Regions from separate parts of the Mus musculus genome. Here region 2 is linked to region 1. A link is a contact called in public promoter capture Hi-C data. All regions are on one chromosome and are shown on one strand. Each heading gives the region's core, a stretch centred on a gene start, on an enhancer-like site or on the middle of the called end of the contact. The rest is flanking DNA. Distances are from core to core; before and after follow the strand shown. Region 1 holds the start of Stx17 (syntaxin 17). Region 2 holds the start of Erp44 (endoplasmic reticulum protein 44).

What was found. Capture Hi-C pulls out chosen DNA fragments and counts their contacts.
Region 2: a contact with region 1 is called in a promoter capture Hi-C map of liver. The contact joins the promoter of Erp44 here to the promoter of Stx17 in region 1. A contact is called at or near these places in 2 of 39 promoter capture datasets (erythroid cells and macrophages), 17 of 484 Hi-C or Micro-C datasets (CD4 T cells, CD8 T cells, the G1E-ER4 cell line and 10 more), 6 of 115 datasets of contacts at active chromatin or transcription factors (the SCID.adh cell line, bone marrow-derived macrophages, effector CD8 T cells and 2 more) and 3 of 9 other capture datasets (adipose tissue, liver and pancreatic islet).

What each region holds. Positions count from the first base shown.
Region 1 is chr4:48,122,420-48,127,313 of GRCm38.p6, reverse strand. Stx17 (syntaxin 17) reads right to left here and starts at 2,395. Exons shown (of 8, transcript NM_026343.2): 1 at 2,356-2,395.
Region 2 is chr4:48,276,622-48,281,515 of GRCm38.p6, reverse strand. It overlaps Erp44 (endoplasmic reticulum protein 44), which reads left to right and starts at 1,927. Exons shown (of 12, transcript NM_029572.3): 1 at 1,927-2,132. The coding sequence starts at 2,076. Invs (inversin) reads right to left here and starts at 1,756. Exons shown (of 17, transcript NM_010569.4): 1 at 1,541-1,756.

The DNA.
Region 1 (4,894 bases), core at 1,146-3,645:
TAGGAGAAACAAGACTGCATTACCATGGGCAAGAAAGCAAGTAGAGAAGAGGACATGGTAGTTTTGCTGATCACTGTAAGGTTGAAGGTGAGAACAGCTGTGCTGTGTGTTTCTCTGGGTTGTATATTTCAGACATCCTGGAATGAATTTCTGCATATACCAGGACTGAACAGATAGGGAAAGGTTTCCCAGGAAATGAGTCAGTTCTCACTGTTAGAGAACAAGCAGGAGCCAATACTAGGATGATCCTGGTCGTGTAAAAAGACAGAGGTACCAGTCTGCACTTTGATTTCTTCACAATCTATAAATACAGAGATAAACGTTCATCTTGCATACATGGATGTATATATGCATGTACTGCTGTCTTTGGTGAGGCTCTGAGTGTAATGGCACCCTAGTAGCAGTGAGCACCCCTAGACCACAGGTGTTAGTGTCTAATACCATTCTGAAAGACAGAGAGAGGGCAGCAAGCTGCAGGTGAGCGAAGGAGACCAGGAGTCCTTAGAGACGCGGTTGATTCCAGAACTGGTGCAGAAGTCACAGAGGTACAGAAAATAATAAGGACAACACAAAACCTTCTAATGGCCAAAGTGAGAACAATTTGATATATTAAGTACATAATAACAGCAAAATAATCATATGAGATTTTGTTTTTTTTTTTTATTTTTCCAAGACAGGCTTTCTCTGTGTAGCCTTGGCTGTCCTGGAACTCACTCTGTAGACCAGGCTGGCCTTGAACTCAGAGAACCACCTGCCTCTGCCTTCTGAGTGCTGGGATTAAAGGCGTGGGTCATCAGTACCCAGCAATCATAGGAGTTTATGTTGACACAAAATAGTGAATACAGATAAAGAAACCAGATGGAAAGTGCCTCCTTAGAGCAGAAGTCAATAAAGGAGGGAAATTGAGGGCTGTTACAGTATCAAAGTAATAAATAGTACTTGGGGAATAACTGGACTACTAATTGCTATAGAGAATCTCCCAGATACCAAATTTAACTAAGTCATCTGATTGTGTCAACACACAAGCAGTAGGTCCCATCTGGAAGGTCCATGGAGGCATAAACTGAAAAGGGTACTTATACCTTGTGGTATTCTTAACAGAAATGCAACACAATCTAGTCCCAACTAACTATAGACAAACTCCTACTTGAAAGGCATTACCAACATTCCTGACTCTTCAAAGCACACAAAGTCATGATACTGCTACAGATTGGAAAAGGTAATGTCGCCAGGCCCATCAAGAGTAAGGCTGCTTACTAGATACCATTGTAGAATACAGAAGGGACTCTAATAAAAAGAATGGAATCCCAAGAGACCCAGTTAACCAGATAGTAATCTCTTGCTCTCTGTGACTGTATTAAGGATGGTATGTAAAATACTAACACAAGGGCGCTGTAGTGTTCTGTACTATGTGTACGAGTTTTCTTTCTCTCTTTTTTGTTTTTCTAAGACAGGGTTTCTCTGTGTAGGGCTGTCCTGGAATTCAGTCTGTAGACTAAGCTAGCCTTGAAGTCAAGAGATCCTCCTGCCTCTGCCTCCTAATGCTGGGATTAAAGGCATGGGCCACCAAGGCCTCCAGCAACTTCTGCAACTTTTCAATAATTGCAAATGACTCCAAATTTTTTTGTCTGGTGTTTGTGCATGTATAATAATTGCTGTTTCATGGATGAAAGAACGTGTAGAAGACAGGCCTGCAGTCATTTTCCAAGCACACACATTTGCAGTGAGAGGTGTCAAGTGCTTTTTATAAACTTAATCTCTTGGTACTTGCAACTAAGATGATATGGGTACCATGATACTAGGGTTCCACAAGAAGAAAAAGTACCCAAAGGTGAAGTAAATTACTCAAGAGTTATTTAAAAGCGAAAGAGCCCCTTTCCAGGAAAAAGGTCCCAAACTGCTGATAACACTATCTCCCAAGGAAATGCGTCCCCTTGGGCATGTGGGTGGTACAAGGAGAGTAAGTGCTGGCTCGGTCCCCGCAGCTGCGGCCTCTCCGCGTCCTGCTTGGGCACCGGTGTCGCGTCGTCCCTCACGGAGTCACCAGGACGCACCCAGGCCACACCAACGACCCCAGCGGCGCGGCTGGCCCGGCGACCCAGGGCCCGAAGCAGCTCTTCACAGCGACCCGGGAGGGCATAGCGCAGTGGGGCCTCGGCCTCCCCGCTCCCGCAGGGACAGCTACTCCAAAACTGAAAACAGAGAGGCTTGGCCACTTCTGGTCGCGGCCCCGGCGCTCACACTGACCCGAGGCCGGGCTTGGTGACCGGCGCCTCTCCCTTGCGTCCACAGCCCGGCCCGCGGTGACACATCGCAGCCCAGCGACCCCGTGGCGGCAGCCCGGCAGCCCCTTACCTCCCGCCTAGGCGCTCGAGGCCGTCGATACACACTGCGCAGACGCGAGAGGGGCGGGGCGTCTCCAGGGGCGGGATATGTGGCCCCGCCCCCTACCCGGCCAGTGGGCGTGGAGGTAATATAGTGTGCCAACCACTGGATGAACAATTCCAAGTGTTTTATGGGTCGTCTTGTGTACTGTATCTAAGACAATTTACACTTGGATAACCTTCTACATGTTACAGTTTTCCTGCACATTGTGTTCCTTGAATTTTGTTGGCGAGGACGGCCTTGTGCCCCTAGCTCTTTAGGTGTGTAAAAACTGAAGCTCGGAACCCAGTGCCATCCTTCCCCGCCCCGCCCCGCCCCGCCTCCCAGAGCCCCTGAGTGACTGGCTAGGAGTATCTGAATAGCCACAGGCACAAATGAAAGAAGGCATAAACTTTTTTGTCCAGAGCCTGCTGCAGTGCTTTGGGCGTCTGTCCTTATTAAAATGATACCTGGTCACTTTGAGGCTCAGCACAGATAGGAAGTGACTCACTCCAGTTCAGCCCGTTTGTGACAGCGCTGTACTCACAGCTGGTTTTCCTAATTTCTTCTCAAGTAGTTCCAGTTGGACCAGCTGCTGCTAGAACAAGCTTTGAAGTGTGTGCAGGTCATTGATTCTCCTCTCTGAATGTTCTGACCTCAAGACCTAGCCAACTAAAATATATATATGACTATTCAGGTCTTTGCTTGAAATGGATCTTCTGATGATGAAGTTTTCAACAGTCTTAAGAACATTTCCTGTTAGCTGTAAGGAAACTCAGTTCTTAGGATCTGCAGGTAGAAAGGAAGTAGAGGGGGAATTTTAGCCCACAGATTAGGGGCTTAAGAAAGTCTTGAAAGGCAATTTTTAAAATAAAGCTCATTATTAATTAAGCTATTTGAATTTTCTTTGGGGTATACTGGATGTTAGTGTTTATGGTACCCTTAGTTCATAGATTGAGGCATATCTATCAAATTTTCATCCCAAGGAGAAAAATAAAGGTATTAGGTAATGCCATAGGATGGATGGTAAAATGCCAAAGTCAGTTAAACAAGCAATAGGGAATCATTTAATTGGTAAAGTGCCTGCTTCACAATGAAGACCTGAGTTTGGACACCCAGCACCCACATACAAAACCAAGCTCTGTGGTATATGTTTATGATCCTAATACTATCTAAATAGACAAAAGGATCCATGAGCTTGCTGCCCAGCTGGTCTTGTTGAATTGGTAACCTCCAGGCTCACTGAGAGATGATGTGTGTTCTCTCTCTCTCTCTCTCTCTCTCTCTCTCTCTCTCACACACACACACACACACACACACACCGAATCCATTAAACAAGACCTTTTGAAGTAAAGATAACTAGTGTTAAGTTTTGAAAAAGTACAACAGGGAGCTGTGGCACTCTGGAATTGACTTTGGCCTTCCAGGTGGTTGTATGATGTTTGCTGTAACTTAGGTGTGTCATGTAGAGAGATAATGATATTTAATCTAACAGTTTGGCTAGCCTCACTTACAATCTACAATACTTAATTGAATCTTTCAATATTTAGACATAAGGGGTGTGACCATTCTCTGTGCTCTTGCCTTAAGCCATAAAGTTATTAGGATAATAAGATCTGCTGCCACGAGACAAAGTTTTCTTGATATCTTAACTTAACCCAGTAGATCCAAAGAAAACAAAACAGTAAGGAGAATACATCTTGGAAAAAACAAAAACAAAAAAGAAATTATTACCTGGTAACATGATTGCTTTCATGGAGAGCCTGTAGATATGAATTCAAACAACTTCAAGGTGGTTAAAGAGATGGCTCTTCTAAATGATAATCACAAGGTTAGAAATGTAGCAGGAAAGTGAACACTGAGAAAAATGTGTGATTGTATCTATGAGAAGGTAGAGGAGCTATAAAAAGAGTGGAGTAGCCCCAGAAAGGTTGGGTTTGGGGAGGAGAGGCTTAAAAGGAGTGTCAAGTATCAACAATCTCAAAGACAAAAAACGCAGGATTACCTCATTAGATGCAGAAAAGGCCATTGACAAAATTCATCACCCCTTCATGGTAAAAGTCCTGGAGAGATCGGGGATGCAAGAGACATACCTCAATAAAATGAAGGGAGTTTACAGCAAGCCCATAGCCAGGATCAACTTAAATGGACAGAAACTCAAAGCATTTCTACTAAAATCAGGAACAAGTCCAGATTTTCCACTATCTCCACACCTACTCAATAAAGTCTTAGCTAGTGCAATAAGGCAAATGAAGAAGAGCAAGGGGATACAAGTTGGAATGGAAGAGGTCTAAATATCTTTGCAGATGATATGGTAGTCTGCATAAGTGACCCTGAAAATTCCACCAGGAAATTCCTATAACTGATAAACATTCTTAGCAAAGTAACAGGATACAAAATCAAGTCACAAAATTCAGTAGAGCCTTTCAATATATAAATGACAGATGGACCGAAGAAAAATCAGTGAAACAAAACCTTTCACAACGGTCTCAATAATGTAAATATCTTGGAGTAACTCTAACCAAGCAAG
Region 2 (4,894 bases), core at 678-3,177, 150 kb before region 1:
TCTGAATTCTAAAACATCATTGTGGATCCAACGTGAACAGAGTTTTAGGCCTGCTAGACCACAAAAAAACCTTACTTGCTACTTTGAAAAATGTTAAAATAGTTATTTCTATTTCTTTAATAATTATATTGCTTAACCACAATTCTAGCAGTCAGCACAGTAATAGGTATTCAGCTGGTGCTAAGTGAAAGCTATGAAATGTCATGGGTGAGTCTCAAGTCCAAAGGGTAAATCAGACCAAAGTTTAGCTTCAGGGAATAATGAGTTCTGTTCTTTTCTTCCTTCCTTTCTTTTCTTTCTTTTCTCTCCCTTTATTTTTTGAAAGATAGGGTCTTGAAATTCAAAGACTAGGTTGCCTGGGAATTTATTATGTAGCCCACACTGGCCTTAAACTCCTGATCCTTCCATCTCAACCTCTCAAGTGCTGGGAGGACAAGCATATACCACCATAACCAATCCTACTGTTTATCAATTTCTTATTTTAATGAAACTTGGGTTTGGTCAGAGAACATGATGAATGTTACATTGATAAGGCCACTGCCTTAGGAAATAGTGGGTTTAAGTATTGGCTCCACTACACTTTAATTTTGTCTCCCTGGGAAAGCCATTCCTCTAGGTGCTGTTGCTAGTTCTTCATCATTTTCTTCTTCTTCTTCTTCTTCTTCTTCTTCTTCTTCTTCTTCTTCTTCTTCTTCTTTCTCCTCCTCCTCCTCTTCCTCCTCCTCCTTCTTCTCCTTTAGCAGAGATGCTCATTTCCTTGTTGTCCCCACCCCAATAAATAATTTTTTATAGAAAGAAATCAAAGCCACTTTGTTAGTGCTTTAAAATGTATCATCATCATTAAATAATTATAAAATAAGCCTGTGCAATAAACACTCTAATTACTGCTATGCAAACGTAGTGGTGCTGAGCTCACACACAGAAAAAAGAAATTCTGCTTAGGAAGAAAGATTTGGTGACTGTGACAGATGTCAGGGGAATCAAATGTCAGAAGTGGTGACACTTGAGATGGCAAGCCAGAAAGAAAAAGGGTAAGGCCACTTCAGGCAGCAGGAAGGCTGAAGCAAAGAACTGGAGTAGGGAGAATCACAAATGAAGAATGCCTCCTAAGTAGTGATGATGTGGCTAACTTTCCAGGCACGTGGATCTAGCTGGATGTTCACAGAAGATTCTGGAAAGCTACCATACACCAAGTTAAAATCCTTTATTACTTGGTTACTTCGTAATTGTACTGTAAGAAGTGGTCACGGCCACTTGGGCACTGCGCTTTACAGTTTACAGCATGCTTTCCCATCCCTGTTCTCTTCGTTTCACGGACCCTCTGAAACAACCCTGGGTAAGTGATTGACCGAAGCCCCAGTGGTGATTCTCCTTATATAACGGAGGAAGTAGCACAGAAAGAAGAGGCAGCAGCTTGGAGGCCAGGGATGGAGGCTCAGGCCACACCTCAGATCAGGCGGGCCAAGAAAACGCAGCAGCAGCCCGGGGCGGTGCTCTCCATCCTACCCGAGCCGCCGATGCTGGACCGCTTCCTACTCACCCCTGACTCCAAGAATGGCGTCCCGGGGCCGCCCCAGGAGGCACAACCCTCACGGGGCCGCCCCTACCGCCAAGCCAGGCCACTGCGCCCACAGGAACAGACCCCAGGACACTAGAGCCCGGGAGCTCTGAAGAAGTAGCCTGGGGCTCCAGGCTGCACAGCCCTCTGGGAATTGTAGTTCCCGTCCCGGAGGCACAGAGGTACGCGGTCCCTTCCAATCCCGAAGAGCCCCGCGCACAGATGGCTTGGCCGTCGTGGGCACAGGGCTTACTGGGAAAGAGAGTCCCAGCTCTCCGATGACATGGTCAATGAAACTACAGTATGGACTACATTTCCCGACGTGCTTCGAGATGGGCAGGACCCGGAAGTGAGGGCGTGAGAGGCCTCTCTGGAAGTTGTCCCGGGTGTTCGCCGCTGGAGCTCCGGGTCGAGAGGACGAGGTGCCGCTGCCGCCGGCCCCGGAGCCCAGCCCTTTTCTAGCCCGGTCCAGTCCCAGCCGCCACCTCCTGACCCCGCCGTCGACCCCGTCGTTACCATGAATCCTGCGGTCTTCCTGTCTTTAGCAGACCTCAGATGCTCCTTGCTGCTCCTGGTGAGTGTATGTCGGGGTGACAAACCCTCCGACTGTGTCCCTGAACGCCTCCCGCCCTCCGCGAGGGGGAACGGTGCAGCCCCCTGCTTGCCTCGACTCTCCTCCGCTGGCGAGGCGTGCACCCCCGGGCACTACCTTCACTTTGGCCGTTCTTTTGGCTCCTTAAGCCTGCGGTCCACAAGGCCTGCGAAAGCACAGTCAGGGCTTGGAACCTGCAAATAGGAGAATTCGCCTTGGGGGGAGTGAGTGATCCGTGGGAGGGAGGTCACCGCTGAGGCCCCTGGAGTTCGTTTCAGTTTTGTGGACGTTGAGGACCTGCTTGGGGCACCAGAATCCTAAGGGACCTAGGGTACACCTAATGTTTTCTCCCACATGGAGGGGCGTTAGAAGCCGACAGGTGTTGGGGTCGTGTGAATCTCTCTCTGGATCCTTGAAACCGGCTGGCAAAGCCCTCTGTTGTGGCTTAATGTGATTGGTTGGAAACCCGGAACTGGAGTCTGGTTTGGTGTCGACTGGGAGAATAGGAATTTGAAAAGGTGGAGGATGTGATTATCTGACAGGCTCTGCTAGAGCCTCCTGCTAGCCTTGTTGCAACCTCTGCACCCTAGAAGCATACATAAATCTTGGTCAGTGCTCTGAACTGGAGAATAACCAGCTCTCCTGCATACCTAGGTGCTTGGTACTTCCCTGCCTGCCCAACACCATCCCATCTTAGAAAAGAATCTTCCCCCAGTTCTTCTTCTGAAGTCTATCTTGAGTATGCAACTTACTTGGCCTCTTCTTAAGGTCAAATTGAGACAAAAACTGAAGGTCTAACTCCATATGTGAACATGAGAGGAATTTAATTGGACCGTAATGACAGCATTTGAGAATACTTGAATTGTGGTAGATTCTTAGAAAGCTAAGATTAGCATCATTGAATATAAATTACTTTCTTCACAGCTTAAGAATAATAATTAACTTGCAAGAAGCTGTGTAGTTGGTTACAGGCGAAACTGAGTCTAGAAATAGATTTCTTAATTTGTAGTGTGTATTCCCCCGTATCACATAAAAAGTTTAATGTCTGCACTTAAAATACTTTTCATTCTCATTATGGCTTGAAAGCCATTTTTTAAAAAGCTATATATAATACTCTGCTTTTTTCAAAATAAAGTAGTGTAAACTAAATGAAATGAAAATAGTTCTGAAGGCTACAGTTGTGTATAAACGAGGCCACATATGTCTTCTTAGCACTTGTAAGTATATAGCAGTAAATTACTTCTATATAGAGGATCTCTCTCTCTCTCTTCTCTCTCTCTGTCTGTCTCTGTCACTCTCTGTCTCTCTGTCTCTCCCTCCCTCCTCTCTCTCTCTCTCTCTCTCTCTCTCTCTCTCTGTGTGTGTGTGTGTGTATGTGTGTTATTATGTACTGTGGCACCTTCTAGAACTGTTGCATTAATAAGAGGCCATATACTTCTTAAGGATACTAATTACTAATCTTTTCCTCAGCCTTAAAAAGAGTTGTCTGTTAGAAATTATTTTTAGGTGACTGAGAAGTTCAAAGATCAACATTCTTAAGAAATTGAAACATTGAAACATTTCTGTAGGAAAATGTCACTAGAGCTAAGTTTAAGAAGAGTGAGGTCCAGGGCAGCCAAGGCTATACAGAGAAACCCTGTCTCAAAAACCAACAAACAAAACCAAACAGAATGAGGACATTTATTTCTAAGTAACACAGACTTTTTCTAGAGAATTTATCAACCCTGTTAAATACCTAAGTGAAGATTTCTTCTCCAATAAAGCCTACATTTTCCTAAAGTCTAGTTAAAAACACATTGTGTGTTTGTCTTTCCAAGCAAAGATAGATGATAGGACCAGAAGAAGCCCAGAAGCCATTTCAGAGAACTCCTGTGAAGATGAATGGTCTGAAAGCAAAGCCTCAGAAGTTCTCATAAACCAGAAGCACAAGTCAAGTTAGCGCCCATGTGAGCATAGTATTTGCTTACTTAGTTCTAATCATTTTAAACTCGTCTTAAACTAGCTTAGCAAATATTCATAGAGCATTGGTTTAATCTCAACAGTGTGTAGCCTGTCTGACTGCTAATTCAGTCACAGTGACGGAACCTGCTTACTCAGTATCCCACCTGTCTAATGAATAATCCTCTGAGTTCCCTTCAGGCTTCAACTTGATGCCTTTCACAGGCAGACATAGAAAACTCCAGCTCCCGTTTAGCTTAGGTCATCATTTTTTCCCTTAAGTGGTTGGCTCTCAACATCCATATATCCTCTTACCATAGTAAGAAGCACTCTACCTCAGTTTTAAAGACCTACTAAGACCTTCTTAAATATGTAGGGATCATAAAATAATAGCTGAAGTTATAACACTAAATTTCAGGAATCAAATGACAATTTTTTTCCCCTTATCTCAAAAGTATTCTAGGGGGAAAAAAAGTATTCTAGACTACATCACTGTATGCCTTGAAAGCCTTCCTGCATGGGCATCAAACCACAGACTCTGTGATGACTCTTTCATTGAGTGCTATTGGCCCTCTCTCCTTTGTGTCAGAGACAGGTTGCTTGAGAACTGAAGCGGTTTCTTTTCTGCTTACCTTCCCTAGCTTGTGCTCTCTGCGCTGGTCGTGTGTAAGTTTTGAAAATGTGAGGTAAGAGAGGGATGGATAAATCTGAATGGAGTTGTGTCAGATATTCTCTGTTAACTTTAGAGATTTTAACCCTTTATTCCAGTTGTTTTATTGACGATGTCATCTCACTAATCTCTTGAT